Regions from separate parts of the Mus musculus genome. Here region 1 is linked to region 2. The links are chromatin contacts, called in public Hi-C maps. All regions are on one chromosome and are shown on one strand. The core of a region is the stretch at or near the end of the contact, and the rest is flanking DNA. Distances in the headings are between cores, read along the strand shown. Region 1 has its middle 23 kb from the start of Mir6244. Region 2 has its middle 34 kb from the start of Rdx.

The links. Hi-C and Micro-C count contacts between places; a contact is called where the count stands out from the background.
Region 1: a contact with region 2 is called in a Hi-C map of liver, with 2.1 times the contacts expected there. The contact joins two enhancer-like sites. A contact is called at or near these places in 8 of 39 promoter capture datasets (the 3T3-L1 cell line, 3T3-L1-derived adipocytes, cranial neural crest and 4 more), 2 of 15 datasets of contacts at CTCF or cohesin (CD8 T cells and large pre-B cells), 3 of 484 Hi-C or Micro-C datasets (liver, nephron progenitors and pre-pro-B cells), 2 of 115 datasets of contacts at active chromatin or transcription factors (CD8 T cells and heart atrium) and 1 of 9 other capture datasets (liver).

What each region holds. Positions count from the first base shown.
Region 1 is chr9:52,091,310-52,094,009 of GRCm38.p6, reverse strand. No RefSeq gene overlaps it. Among named protein-coding and RNA genes, the nearest start is that of Mir6244, 23 kb to the left of the region's middle. Within about 2 kb of position 1,444, at least 40 of the 459 cell types and tissues checked have an H3K27ac peak or open chromatin away from gene starts, as enhancers often do. A contact at or near this core is called in liver, where this site is marked.
Region 2 is chr9:52,012,837-52,015,536 of GRCm38.p6, reverse strand. It overlaps the pseudogene Gm6981. Among named protein-coding and RNA genes, the nearest start is that of Rdx, 34 kb to the left of the region's middle. Within about 2 kb of position 1,411, at least 10 of the 459 cell types and tissues checked have an H3K27ac peak or open chromatin away from gene starts, as enhancers often do. A contact at or near this core is called in liver, where this site is marked.

The DNA.
Region 1 (2,700 bases), core at 195-2,694, 78 kb before region 2:
CCAAGGGATCCTCATGACCTTCTAAACCCTGACTATCAGGCCCAACGCTTATCCTAAGTCAGTCTTACGCTTTCAGAGGTTAAGTGGAAAAAAACAGCTCAAGGATTGTTGAATCCTGGCCACGTCGCACAATTAAATCCAGTGCAGAAATGTGTAGTGCCTAAATTTTGCTTACTGAAGCCCTTTGCTTTTCGATCAGAAAGTGAGGTCTTAGGGCAAGGACTTACGTCACGATGTCCTGAATGGCTAGCATACAGTGTCTGGAAGGTTCTAAGCACTAAAATATTTGAATGAATGCGTGCAAGTTCTTTCCCCACCAAAGACCTCCGGGAGTTCCACAACAGGTCTGAATCTTCTACCTTGACTCCTCAGGGCAGCTCAGCACCACTCAGCACTGCCCTGTACCCAGCCCCAGAGCAGGCTCTGTCCCCAGATTCAATCCCTGCCCACCTAGATGATGCCCTTGGTCCCAGCATGGGGGAGACTCAGAAGTGTCATACTCTGCCGCCTCCGTGCAAACTGCCACGGAGAGTAGCTCTCCATAGCCTCCAGCGAGGCTTTGCCTAAGGGCAGAGCATCAGGGGTGACCACACTGACATCCGGAGTCTAGCCGACAGCAGCAGGAGACTGACTGTATCTGTCTGCTTGCCTCTTATCGCTGCTCCTCTGCTTCCTCCTCTGACTGCACTCTTAACTCATCTGTGACTCCTCCAGGCCTTGTCATTAGTAAGCAGTCCCAACAAGAGTATTTAGTAAGAGTCATTTAAGTGCCACATGGAGGATATTTACCCCACAGGGTGAGCACCACTGTACTAGCGGTAAGCCTGTGGATTTGGGCAGGAGAGCCAGGTGGAGTTCTGCTGCAGTGTCAGCTTTAGGCCCTTGGAGATGACCCAGGACTGTTAGAAAGAGCACTCCCCTGCTCTCTGAGACTTAAGGATCACAAAGGTCGATGAGAACCTTCCAGAACACTGTACACTTCAGCTAAATGGTAACTTCAAGTGTCCTTTTACAGCCACCTCATGACAGCACCCCATCTGTGGCCCCAGAGCTTGAGGGGAGTCAATCTTGTGCAGGGTTTGAGCTCTTCCCTCTCCATGTTCCTCTGCTTGGCAACTGTGTCGCTGCTCCCCAAGGTTCCGACTTCCCCGCATGATATTCCTTGGTCACATGCTGCCTTCTGAACCTCAACTCAGAATACTTCGCTATGAACAGGCGGTGGCAGCCTGTTCTGTGTCCAAGTCTATCTGGGCCTTGACATATCTGCACATATAGTTTGATCTCTTGGGCTTATGGAAATTTCCAGAATGGATTGACCAAAGACACTGCAGCCAGTAAATCACCGTAGCTGTGAGGTCTGAGATAATCACCACTGGGTCCTGTCTTGATGACAAGGGCCCCTCACAGTGACCTGAAGCTGGCTCTCTAGTCTCCAGAGACTGTTTAATGAACACTTGCCAGTCATGGGATCATTTGGGTCCTCTGGGAGCACAGAATTACTGTAATATGTACCATATTGAGTAACAGTTTTTCAACTACAGGGAAGAATTGAAAAGTACGTGGATATTAGCCAAAGTTAGTCAGCAGTTTAAAAAAAAAAACCATATCTGGAGTCAAAGTTACCCATTTCTGATTCTAGAAAAGTGCTCTGACAAAGCGATCTGATTCAAAACTATGAACGCAGTAGTCAGAATCACGGTACAGCACACTGTTAGACTTGGATTAGAACCCAGAATCTTTAACTCTAGTTCACCAGGAATCCTCCCACAAGTCACACAGTCAGAAAAAGGTCCTATGAGTTCCAAAACAGGTCCTTTAGAAAAGAAGCAGAAACAAAGAGTATTGCTACACCCAGCAAAGGTTCGGCCACGTCCCATGTCTTTCCCATGTGCTCCCAAGAAGCAACAATCTCTTTCTCGGGGCCACTGCCTTCCTGCAGGCTAACTACTGAATGCAACTCCAGGCTTTCTTCAACCTCTGCACTGTGTAGTAATGTAGCATTGCAACATTAGTTATCAAAGCCACCGTCCTTGAGTCAAACCAATGTCCCCTGGCATGTTTCCCCGATGCGTGGACACCTGGCAGCACCCTTCCTGGCTCTGCGGCCTACAGTCAGTGTGTGGCAACTCAATTTCTATTCACTTTTCAGGTCTAAGACCGCCTCCCATCTGCTCCTCCTAAGTCAAGCATAGAGTGGCCTGTAATCCCAGAACTTCGGAGGAGGCTGCAGCAGGAGTACTGACATGAGTTTAAGGGACTGCGAACCTGCCTTAATAGTCAATTCCACAACTCTGTTCCTTCCTTATGAAAAGATAGTATGAGAGTTTTTTTTTTTAAATTAATCATAGAACTATCATATGATCTAGCAATTCCATTTAGGTAATATAACATTTTCATAGCAAACTTCACAGCAACATTAGTAAAAATGTGGAAAAAACTCAAATGCCAACTGACCAATAAATGGATAAAAGGTGGTATAAACTGGGACATTTATTCAACCTCAACAAGAAATAAAACACAGTAAAATATGAATATTGTATTAAGTGAAATACACTAAGTATGCCAGGCACAAATGGACAAATATGTATGGTTTACCTTGATGGGGTGCCTAAAAACGTCATAATTCAGAGACAGAAAGTACCAATAGTAGCTACCAAGGACTAGGAAGAGCTGTATTGAGTGGGTACAGCTTCAACATAG
Region 2 (2,700 bases), core at 162-2,661:
AAAAAAATTAAAAAAAAAATAAATTAAAAAAAAAAAAAAAAGAAAGGAATCTGTAAATTCATCAAAGGCCACTATGTTATTGTGATTTCTTTTGAAGTAGTATCTCTATTTAGTCCTGACTGTCCTGGAACTTAATATATAGATCAGGCTGGCCTTCAGCTCACAAAAAATCCTCTTGCCTCTGCCTCCCAAGTTCTGGGATTAAAGATGTGCACCACCACACCTGGCCCTCATTATGATAAATATTTAGTACTGACTTGCGAGGGTCAGGTAGTGCGTGTTTGAAAACTATGAGGTAAACATGTACAGGAAGTGTACTATAACCCAAGGTTTAAGAGCATGTGTGTTGTAATAATTATTTCACATAAAAGAATGAACTTTGAGAGAAATCATGGGGGGAAAGAGAATATTCCTGTATGTTCTGTATGTATTATTTTGTTTGTATTTTGAGATGGTCTTCTATTTAGCCCATTCTGGCCTTGAACTAGCAACCTTCCAGCCTCTACTTTCTGAGTGCCAGGACTACACACATGAGCTACTATGTCTGGCCATATGAGTTGTGTCCTTGAGAGGAAGATTAAACACTTTAGTGTCTAGAAAACTGCGCTCGTACTGTTGAGCCCATTCCTGCATCTGCTCAATCGGGCAATAAAATTGATTTTTGGAAAGGTAATATCTGCGATTGCCTAGTTATTCCTACTCACTCAGACCTGCTCAGCCTAACCTCCTAGAATTGAATTGAAGATGAGGAAAAAGTAGCTTCCCCACTCCCACCCCTACCCCTGCCACAAAGGGATCTTTAGTAAATTGCTTCTTAGTGTGTAGAATAGCTCCTAACCCCACAAGCTTTAATGTAGCTTCCCAGTGGTACCTATGTTGCTTTGGGTATGTGTATTAAAAATCTGGCTCAATCAGCAACTAGATAGAAAAAACACTGGATGTGCACAGCCCTATACCCAATGGAATCATAATTCCTATTAGACAGGCAGGCCAGGTAGAAGGAAGATTGGAATAGACTCAAGAGGAAATAGCGACAGTCTGAAATAGAGGCTTGCCCAATAGCTGTTTGAGGTTCTTATTGGAGTGACTCAAGTTTCATTTCCAAAGGACCTGAGCCCTCAGTGACCCTGTCATGTTAAATATATTCATGATGACAATGGTGACTAAACACTGGCCTCCTGAAGAGGATATCTTTGAGAAAAAAGAAATGGGAAATTTCCAGAACTCACATTTTTGCTATATGGTGTGGTCATTAGGCAAATGGTTATCCTAGGGAAAAGGAGTCACTAACATTTGAAACAAAAACGGAAACCTGAAGAACACTTGAAAAACCAAGTCCCCCCAAGCCGTAATTATCACTGGAGCTGCGGATCCTGAACAATGCCCCAGACTCCTGCTCTGTGCTCAGAGGCCTTCCTCTGCCCTTTGGGCAGGAAAGGGAGAGTCACATGGACCAGAGCCAAAGGTAAAAATGGGCTAATTGCTTGTTATTCGGATGATTTTAAACTCACAGGCCTGGATGCTAGCTTGACCTTGCAGCTCCTCCATAAATAGTACTACTGAAGAAAAAAAAAAAAAGCTAATATTGTACGTGTTCTAGACCACAGCATTGGCTCCCTCAGAAGGTTTGTAACAGACGTTTTAGAACAGTCAGTCTCAGAGACAATCTTGAGACTAGTGGCACATGGCAACAAGTGAGGAACCATGGGTGACAGTGTGGGGAGAAGGGCTCAGGGGCAGGTGGCTGGAGGTGGAAACATCCAATGCACTGAGGGACCATGGGTTGGAGAAAACGGAAAAGCTGCATCAAGAGGCATGGGGTAGGGGAGCTGGAGATAAGATAGATATTGCTGATATAAACCTCTGCAGAACTCTTAGTAGGCAAGAGGATCTGTCTTTCTTTTCTAAAATGTGAACAGAATTTGTGCTTTAAAGGGAGATAAAACACCAAGTTAACACTAGTCAGCCTGCTTGCTACTTCCAGGCTGGAACTCAGAAGCCAAACACTTGGATGCAGTCTCTGAAACAACCAAAAATGATATCTTCCTCTCAATGTGCTTTTACAGGTCATCATTCTTTACTTGTTTGAGTGTCCTACACTTTCATCCCTAACGGATCTGAGCCCTGCCCTTGCCTATCTCCTATCACTAGGGTCAGTTACTGCATACCACAGCATGGGTTAGGTTAGAAAGCTTATTGGCGACCTAGAGATTCCAACCTCTCCTGTCACACTGCAGTAGGCTGTTTCTAGTGTCTCCCTGTTTCTAGTCCGAATTCATCATCCAGTTCACACGTGAACTTTGTCTTCTCTTTGCCAAGAAATGTCAGAGTCTGAGTTTGATTTTGCAATCCACTGGTTATTTGGTATACCCCTTTCCATTGGATCCTAAGTTTTAGGGTTGTTTTCCTATGGGAAGATAATGATCTACATAGAAGTCTGCTCATCCTCACCCATCCTCCAAGGCCTCCTCTAAGGGGGGTTGGGAGGGCGCAGAACCTACAATAGTAGGGCTAGTGATGGCAGCATCCTTACATCAAAGAAGAGTCTCCTGAAAACCAGTCTTAACCAGTGTTCTTTTTCCTACTCTTACTTTTGTTGTGGTTGTTGTCTTTGTTTTGTAGATTGCATCTCACCCTATAGCTTACTAAGTAATCCAAATAGCCTTGAACTCACTGCAATCCTCCTGCTTTGGCCTCTGG